2 separate regions of the Gossypium arboreum genome follow, and region 1 is linked to region 2. A link is a contact called in public Hi-C data. All regions are on one chromosome and are shown on one strand. Each heading gives the region's core, a stretch centred on a gene start, on an enhancer-like site or on the middle of the called end of the contact. The rest is flanking DNA. Distances are from core to core; before and after follow the strand shown.

Region 1 (4,733 bases), core at 1,285-3,784, 120 kb after region 2:
CATGATATGTAGAGCTCTTTTGATCCACCTTGATAAAAATAAGTGTTAAATTATTTTTTACATAGATCATTTATTCTTTTGATCACACGTGAGATTCTACTAGGTGCATGTCAATCACATCTTTGTGTATCTAAAAGGTTTTCATGCCCTTAATTGACTAGTAGTATCAAAATTGGTGCAAGACATGTGTTAAGGTCCAAGGACAAAAGATGGTCAATCTCACTTGTAAATATAAACTCAAATTTAAGACTATAATTAGTGTTATCCTAGAATTATTATAATTTTTTTAACCCTTGAATAAAAGTAAAAATTATGCATGAGCATACTTGAAGTCACATCTTTTTATATTAACAATAGTATTGATGTTAACTGAGTTAAAGACTCAATTGACAATGTTACCGTTTTGTAACTACTTATTTATTATTTTGATATAACAATATATATATATTTTAAATTTTATCTACTCTATTTATTTCAAATTTATTAACTTTGTATTTTTACTCTAATTTCAATGAACATGTCAAAATTTTAAATGTGTGAAAATTCTGTAAAATATGGCGAGAATTAATTAATGTAAAGCAAATTTAATTTTGGAGTTAGAAATTATGATTAGAATTTTCGAAATTTTTAGATATTAATTTGGGCCGGGATTAATTTGAAAGAAAGTTTAGAAGAGGGGAAGATTTAGGGAGGTTTTATGTTGACATTTGCCCTTATTGTTGTTGTTGTTCATAAAACAAGAGAAAACCAAGAATCAAGTAACCTAAAATCTTTCTTTATTTCCTTCCTTTGCCGACAGAGCTTCAGTTTTCCAAGTTGTTATATTTGCATCTACTCGAAAAAAATTCTATCGTTTGCCACAATTCTTTCGGTCTACCGTTTGCTTCAATATTTGCAAATATTTATTCAATCAGCCTCCAATGCACAACTGCTATTTGTCCCTCGAATATGCTGCTCCAGTCTTCCTCGATTTGCTATTTGCCACGCTAAACTTGTTTCAGCTGCTTCCTTTGCTACTTCCTCAATTAACTTGCTTTTTGCTTCAATCTTTCTTTCTAAAGAAACTTCACTCCTATTTGCCATCTAATTGGCGTTGCTATTGACTTCATTATTTCAAAGTTGCTGCCGATTGCTTATTCAATAGATTCTGCTGATTAGTGGGCTGCCATCTTCTTCTATTTCCATCCAAATACTTGCTACTCTTCTCATAAATTTGGCTGCTTTTTCTTTGTTGTGGTAAGTGTTCTGTTCCTTTAAATTTTTGCTTATATTGATCTAGTGTTTTATTATATTAACTTGCTTTTGAGAAAGGTTAATTTAGATGATTTTAGATCAGGATGAATTGAGTTCATATGTTAATAAAAATGTTGAATTAAATATATATATATATATATATATATTTATACAACTTCTAAAATTACTCGATAAAATTTAATTTTTAACATTTATAATAATATCGATATTAATTAAAATAAGATTTAATCGATTTAAATATAAATTTATTAAAGTTAAATTAAAAGTTTTTATTATTTATTAATTTCCAATTTATAATTTATGTGAGAATTATCCGTTTTAATAATATCAATTTTAATATTTCAAACTTATATCATTTCACTCAACCTAATAATTTGTAACCGTTTAAATCCATCTTTATATACAATTTTAGCAATCCATCAATCTTCGAATATAGATCATTTCTTTAACTTTTTAAGAAATTATTTTAAGAGTTTTATATATTTAAAAAGATTATTATCTTCATCAAATTGAAAAGAAAAATTTTCTCAATTTCATCATTTATAAAGATTTCAACATCTTACCTTAGGGCTTAGGCTTTAAATAAAGTAGTAAAGTAGGGAGTGGGCACAGAGATTTAATGGCACCAAAGCGAGAAAGAAGGTTTAATAAAATATGTGCCACTGCATTTTCTCGATCCCGACGAAAGATGAAACAGTTAGATAAATTAATTGGACAAAAATGGATACCAACCTGGTCATTTTATTTTCACCATTTCCATGGTCATCATCGTCTTTTTACTTTTGATCTAAACCCACTCAATATGCTAAAAAGTTTATTCTGTCTTCTCAGATCTGTTTTTTTTTTCATTTCATACGTGGTACCCACAATATAAAGAATATAATTTTATGAGATTAATTTTATTAATAAAAAAAGTTAAGTCACTTCATAAAACCTAAATGTATTTACTCTTTAAAAGCTACCATCTTTGTCTAAAACAATACACTGTTAAAAATTATTTACTTATAAAGTGAAAAGCAGTCACCTTTTTTATTTATAATTTCTTTAACCCACAAAATTGTCATATTACATCGAGTGTCAGGTAATTAACCAAAAATATTAAATGATAAAATAAAATAAAATTATTTATATAAAAAAAAGCTCCTTTTTCTTGTCTTCATTTGAACAACAGTATAAAAGGTTATTAATTTTCATTTTTACTTCTTTTCTCTTCTATATTACATACGAGTAAATACATAATTTTAATTTAGATAATCTAAATTGTTTTTAGGTAGATAATATGATTATAAGAAAAATCCCATATCTCCTCCACCTCCGGTAAATAGGAAAAATTAGAAATTAGTAAAATTGGGCTATGGCTGAACTCATCTGCTTGGCATCCAGATCTTGCATCAAAAAGAAGCTTCCCCTGACTAAACAACTCCAATTCTTCTTTCTCTTAATATTAAATAAAGTGCTATTTTTTTTCTTTTAATTAATTAATTATTTATCTTTTCTTTGCCAAGGGTTGAAAGGAACGGAGAAGCAAAGTCATGTCTTCCCCCGTAGATGAATTTTGAGAAAAAGGAGAAACAACATTGGACCCGAAAAATTCAGCATGAGAGCAGCTTATCATATTCTCCTCTTTTTCATCTTACTACCATTGTCTTCACCAACATCAAAAGCTGCTGTTTCTGTAATTGAGGATTTTATCATTTATAGAAGAATTCTACACCAACCATTATTTCCAGCTGGTTCAGCCCCACCTCCAGGGACCGACAATTCTATACCTCCACCGTCTCCTCCGCCGCCTGACCCAACTCAGCCATTCTTCCCTGAAGGTCAGCAATCCCCAGATCAGAATCAACAATCTACACCACCAGCTGCAGCGGCCAATGGCTCAATCCCAATCCCAACCGCAACACAACCCACCAAACCAGCTAAAAGAGTTGCAATTGCAATCTCTGTGGGGATTGTAACCTTGGGAATGTTATCAGGACTTGCTTTCTTCTTGTACCGTCATAGGGCTAAACACCCTGGAGATACCCAGAAGCTTGTTGGAGGGAACTCGGAGAGGTTCCAGGAAGATTCCGGGGTGCCACCTTCCAGTTTTCTTTACATTGGAACAGTGGAGCCAATGAGGAGATCGGTGAGTGAAGTGAACGGAGGAGCCAATGGTTCACCTTATCATAAATTGAACTCAGGGAAGAGATGGGATCGGTATAGGCCAAGTCCTGAACTGCAGCCATTGCCTCCTTTGGCTAAGCCTCCTGCATTTGAGAATTGTTCACCCACGGCAATGTCACCTTCATCATCTTCTTCTGGTGAAGAGAGTCAGGGGACTGGTTTTTATACCCCCCAGGGCTCAACTATTAGCAATGAAGAAAGCTATTATACTCCGGCTTCACGTTCGATTAGTGGCGGTTTGGTGACTCCGGCCAAGACAGAAATGAATGGGAATACTAATTCTGGTCGTCCTCGTTCCAAAAGAACATCTCCAAAAACAAGGCTTTTGGCTTCTTCACCCGAAATGAAGCGTGTTATTATCCCTTCAATAAAGCAGCAGCGGTCGCAGCTGCCTCCTCCTCCTCCACCACCACCGCCTCTTCAACAATCACAAAGCCTAGCCCCTGAGTTACATGAGACCGAAGAAACTACTTGTGCAAAAAGGGCGAAATTCTCCTCCCCACCTCCTCCTCCAAATGTGGCGTTACTTCGATCAATTAGCAGCCATTTGTCCCCACAAAGAACAAAAATTCCACCTTCGCCTCCACCTCCACCTCCACCGCCCCCTCCGTTCCCAGCAACGGGACCTTCAATTCCGAGGACAGTAAGGTCCTTGGAAACCGATGTGTCTCTAAAACCTTCCCCAGTGTTAAAAACGCAAGAATCCTCGACTCCAATTCCCGATATAAGTGAAGGGGGTGGGAGTAGAAAATCCATGGAAGAGGTTAATCATAAAGCTGGCAGTTGTGTAGAGAAGACAGATGGGGATGACATGGAGAGTGCAAAGCCCAAGTTAAAGCCGTTGCACTGGGACAAAGTACGAGCGACCTCGGAGAGAGCTACAGTGTGGGACCAGTTAAAATCAAGCTCTTTTCAGTGAGTGATAAAACTTGTATACTACTTCACAGGGGATTAAGCTTTCAAAAATATGACCTCTAATCTTGAGAACTTGCCTTGTTTGCAGATTGAATGAGGACATGATGGAGACCCTTTTTGGCTGCAATTCCACAAACTCAGTGCCCAGAGAACCTATTAGAAGATCAGTTTTGCCTCCTGTTGAACGGGAAAACAGAGTGTTGAATCCAAAGAAGTCACAAAATATTGCCATACTGTTGAGAGCACTGAGTGTAACTCGAGATGAGGTGTCAGAAGCTCTTTTAGATGGTAAGTCATATTTACATTTTCTATCAGTAAATAATAAGATTCTTATATCTTAGATATGAAGGAAATTTTTCTGCATCATCTTTCTCTTTGGTTAAGGGGCTTTCAGGATT
Region 2 (4,391 bases), core at 624-3,123:
TTCTATTTTAGATAAATAAAATTAGCATAACATTTTTAAAAATAAAAAATCATTTTTATAATAATGTCAAAATTAAAACACAATTATTTTTAACTAATAATTATAATTATCACAACTTTTTCTTAAACTTTTAGTAAGTAATAATTCTATTTTAAAATTACTAAAACTTTTCTTATATAAAATTTTTAAATAATAATTGTAAATTATATTATATTATTTTTAAATGTGTAGTTATAACCATTTTTATTAAATTATAATTATATTTAAATATCAATTTAGTAATAAGACGAAAAATAAAGGATGTTCATGTTGGTTCAAAATGTTTTCAAACTCGTACTTTTATATATATTATAGATAAAAATAAGAAATCTATTTATTTTATTATTCATGATTATATTTATAATTTTTTCAGAAAATATGTTCTCATTTAATTTTCACAAACAAATTTATTTAATTTAAACATAAAAATACAATCAAATAAACAAAATTTAACTCAATTTTATAATTCGACATTAATAAACACAAACAAATTTATGGATTAATTTACAAACCTATTAAAATCTAGGCTTGTCCACCCAGGGCTTTGTGCGGTGATTAAACAATCAGTCCTATAGGGCAACTTGGGATTCAAATTCGTCATATGCTTTTTTATTGAATTATTTAATAGTAAGTATCACTCAATTAAAGCTTATCAGTAAGGTCTAATAAATTTATTGTCAAAGTTGAAAAAAAATTAGTCAATAAATGTGATAATTTATGTTATTATAATTGCCTTTTGAATAAGATAGGAGGTTGAGATTACAATCAAGTAGAGCCCCACTCTATTTGCTTTACGAACCAAAAGGGAAATTAAAAATAAATAAAAGGAAAAAGGCATATTTGCCTTCTGAATAACATATTGTGAAGAAACGTAATGAAAATTAAATTAAAAATTATATTTCGTGTCTTGCACTCATTTGGTCAACTTTGGGATTCTCTTTCTTCCAAAATTTATGTGATAAACAAATCATTTTAGATTTAGTTATTATATTTTAATTTAATTAATTTTAATTTCTGTTATTTGGTTAAATTCAATTATTAATATTGTATTATGCGTAAAGTTATAGATTTAGTTTATATTCTCCAATCGGATTATTTTAAGTCCTTATTTTTTGGACTTTGAAATTTCAATCTTGATACAAATTATAGCCGTTAATCCATTAACAGGATTTTTAATGAGTAATATGTAAATAACAAGTTGACATGATATTACATATATGATGATATCTTTCTTGTATCAAATTTCGAAAATAGAAAAACTTAATAAATTTAACAATTATTATTTAATGAGAATTGAAAATTTAAAATTTAAAATACAAAGACTAAAATGATTAAATTAAAGAAGGAATATTAAATTTACAACTTCTGCAAATATAATATTAATAACAAAATTTAGCTGTTTTATAAGGCTCATAAGTACGAGTAATTAATTTTGAATCCTTGTTTACTTTATTATTTTTTTTTTGGTAAAATATTGAATTGTTTTTATTTCAATTAGCACAAAATCGAGAAAAAATCTGGAAAGGAAATTTTCTTATATAATATGAAAATTAAAATATTTTTCAATCTTACAATTAGTGTAAAGATATGGTAGTTTATATTTTATATATATTCATACCTTATGTAAGATGATCATATATATATCTGCTTATATTTTTCAATATTTTAGAGTAAAGATAATTTATAATTCTAACAGAGTATAGAAATTACTAAAAATTGGAGGTTAACGTTGTTGACATCACTGCATAAATCTTTGGTTAGACTATTGAATAGAGAGCGAGGATGGGGCAAATAACTGCTAAACAAAAGACAAACTGTCTTTTATCTTATAGACCCCAAGACCAATCTCACTCAAATTGCCAGCTTTTGCTACTTGGAAAACAACTAAACAACGCAACCCTTGTTCAAAAGGCTTATAAATTGAAGGCTGTGAATTTTTGGTAATTTTCCTTGTTTTGTTTTGTGTGTTTTAAAAGCCTACAAAAGTGGCTGATAGTGCTTTCTTCCTTGGCCATACATTGCCTTGCAATTTGGCGAATTGCATGACTACAAAGCAAAGGTTAAATAGCTGACGTGCAGCACAGCAAGGAAAAGAGAGGAGCTGTTCCATAGAAAGTTAGTAAATTAAAAAAAGAAAAGAAGATCATTAACAAGAGGTTAATTATACCCTTCAGTCACATAAAACTTTAGTAGGACACAACCCGAATTAGCAGAAAAGATTAACACAGGTGCTCAGATCATGTACCTGTGGGTTGAGTTTGAAGCCATAAATTTTTGTTTTTTTTTTCGCGGTTTAAAATTGCCTTGTACTTTCTCTATCTTGTTTTCTCTTAACCTATACCTACCAACATTGAGGTTGAATTATATTTAGAAAAGGACGGTTATTCGATTGCATACGTCAGGTAAGTTTTCGTGACATTTTTTTTATGCATTTTATAATCAAAGTAAAAAATTAAATTTGATTCAACATTATTATTAAATATTTTATAATTTTTATAACCAGATCAATATAAGTCACAACAGGCCATTAATAGTCATGTGCGGTACCATTAACTTTCTCTATTGGCATGCAAAGTTATAATCTATCTTTATTCTCACTAATGTACTCGATCTTTTATCAATTTGAAACTAGATTCATTTTCACTTAGCAACCAATGCAATCCTCAATATTGCCTTCTGTTGAAATATTAACAGATAAAAAACGGACACATAAATCTCAAAGAACAATGAAGAGAAAATAACAAAGAGAAGAAAGAAAAAATGAATAAATGAACCCATGTATTTCTTCACTAAGTACAACATGACTACAAAGAACATACAACTATAGTATTTATACTAAGCTTTAACAAATAATATGAGTAACAAACTGAATCAACTAACTCCAACTAACTCAATAACTTACTAACAACCTAGCTGTTGCAGCAGTTCATTCTTTAACATTTATCGAATCCCCTGGCTGCTGCTATTGAAGCTTAGGTTTTTAATTAGGATAAGACTTTTCGACTTAAACAAAATTATTTAAAATACTATAATGGTTAGTAAACCAAATATTAACATGTGTTGGTGGATGATAATGATGATAGACTCTAGTTAAATTAATAGTAAATTAATTAAATAAAACTTAATTAAAATTGTTAATTAAAATTAATTAAAAGTTAAATAATGAATAAATAAAAATGAAGTGGGAAGAGAGATGAAATATCATCATCTTCATCCCCAAGCTGTAGAAACCAAATAAAAGAAAAGAATGAATCTTTAAGTTCTCAAGCATTTGACCATTCATTTTCAAGTAAGTCCTTAGTCATTATTTTGTTAATTCTTATGGAAATTGAATCATGAGAGCTTGATTTAATTAGCCCATGTGTCAATTTGTGAAATTTTCAAAGTTTTTAAAAGTTCTACTGTTGAGAAATTGATGAAATTGGTATGAATTTGATAGAAATTAAGCTTAGATTATGAAAAAGGACTAAATTGTAAAGCTTAATCGTTAGTTTTGTACATTAGGGACAAAATTGAAAAAAATGAAAAATTATTATGAATTTTTGATAGGAATAGAAAATAGGATGTCTCTAATAAGTATATGTGAAATCGAATTTTAATATGAAGCTTTAAATCGAAAGTTATGTTTGTCCCGAGTTTAGAGACTAAATTGAATAAATTGGAAAATACGCTTGGCTTTGTATTTAAATGTGATTTGGATGGAAATTGATGTTGTGTCATTCTTGAATTCTCATATTAGCTAAAGACAACGCCGAGCTGTTCAGAGAGAAAGGAAAGGTGAGAGCCGACGACGAGTGATGCGAGCTTTCAATTTATATTTCTATGATTCATGATCAATATAATTATTGAAAATTCATGTTAGATTTCATGATTTTGTAATAAGGTGAGTATATAATTGTTGCATGAATTAAATTGTTGCGACTAATATTGTATATCGAGATAGAGGACTAAATTGAATAAGATAAAAAGTAACATATTTAATTGATATGTGATAATTGGTATGAAATTAAGTTGAAACATGTTATATGAGGTGTTGGTACAGTGAATTGATGATGAATTGAGGATGATGGAATTTGAATTGAACTATGTGATGAAATTGGAAAATAGTTAGCATGCCATATGATTAGACTGTGTACGAGTTTATAATTCGATTTAGCCAATTAAGCACCTTTGTGCCAGTATATTTCCCTAGGTTTATCTAATGATGCACTATTTGTGCCAATATGATTGTTTCAATTTATCTGATGATGCACTTTGCGTGCCAGTATGAAATCTTTAGTTTATTCGATGAAGCACTATGTTTGCTAGTATGATTGCTTCAGTTAATTTGATGATGCACTATGTGTGTCAGT

Evidence for each region. A called contact is a pair of places that touch in the nucleus more often than the background predicts.
Region 1: a Hi-C map of leaf shows a contact between it and region 2, with 3 times the contacts expected there. The contact joins the promoter of LOC108479638 here to the enhancer-like site in region 2. A contact is called at or near these places in 2 of 5 Hi-C or Micro-C datasets (both in leaf).

What each region holds. Positions count from the first base shown.
Region 1 is chr12:40,758,546-40,763,278 of ASM2569848v2, forward strand. It overlaps LOC108479638 (formin-like protein 6), which reads left to right and starts at 2,535. Exons shown (of 4, transcript XM_017782354.2): 1 at 2,535-4,335; 2 at 4,424-4,623. The coding sequence starts at 2,852.
Region 2 is chr12:40,639,583-40,643,973 of ASM2569848v2, forward strand. No RefSeq gene overlaps it. Among protein-coding and RNA genes, the nearest start is that of LOC108477766, 22 kb to the left of the region's middle. Within about 2 kb of position 1,874, at least 1 of the 2 cell types and tissues checked has an H3K27ac peak or open chromatin away from gene starts, as enhancers often do. A contact at or near this core is called in leaf, where this site is marked.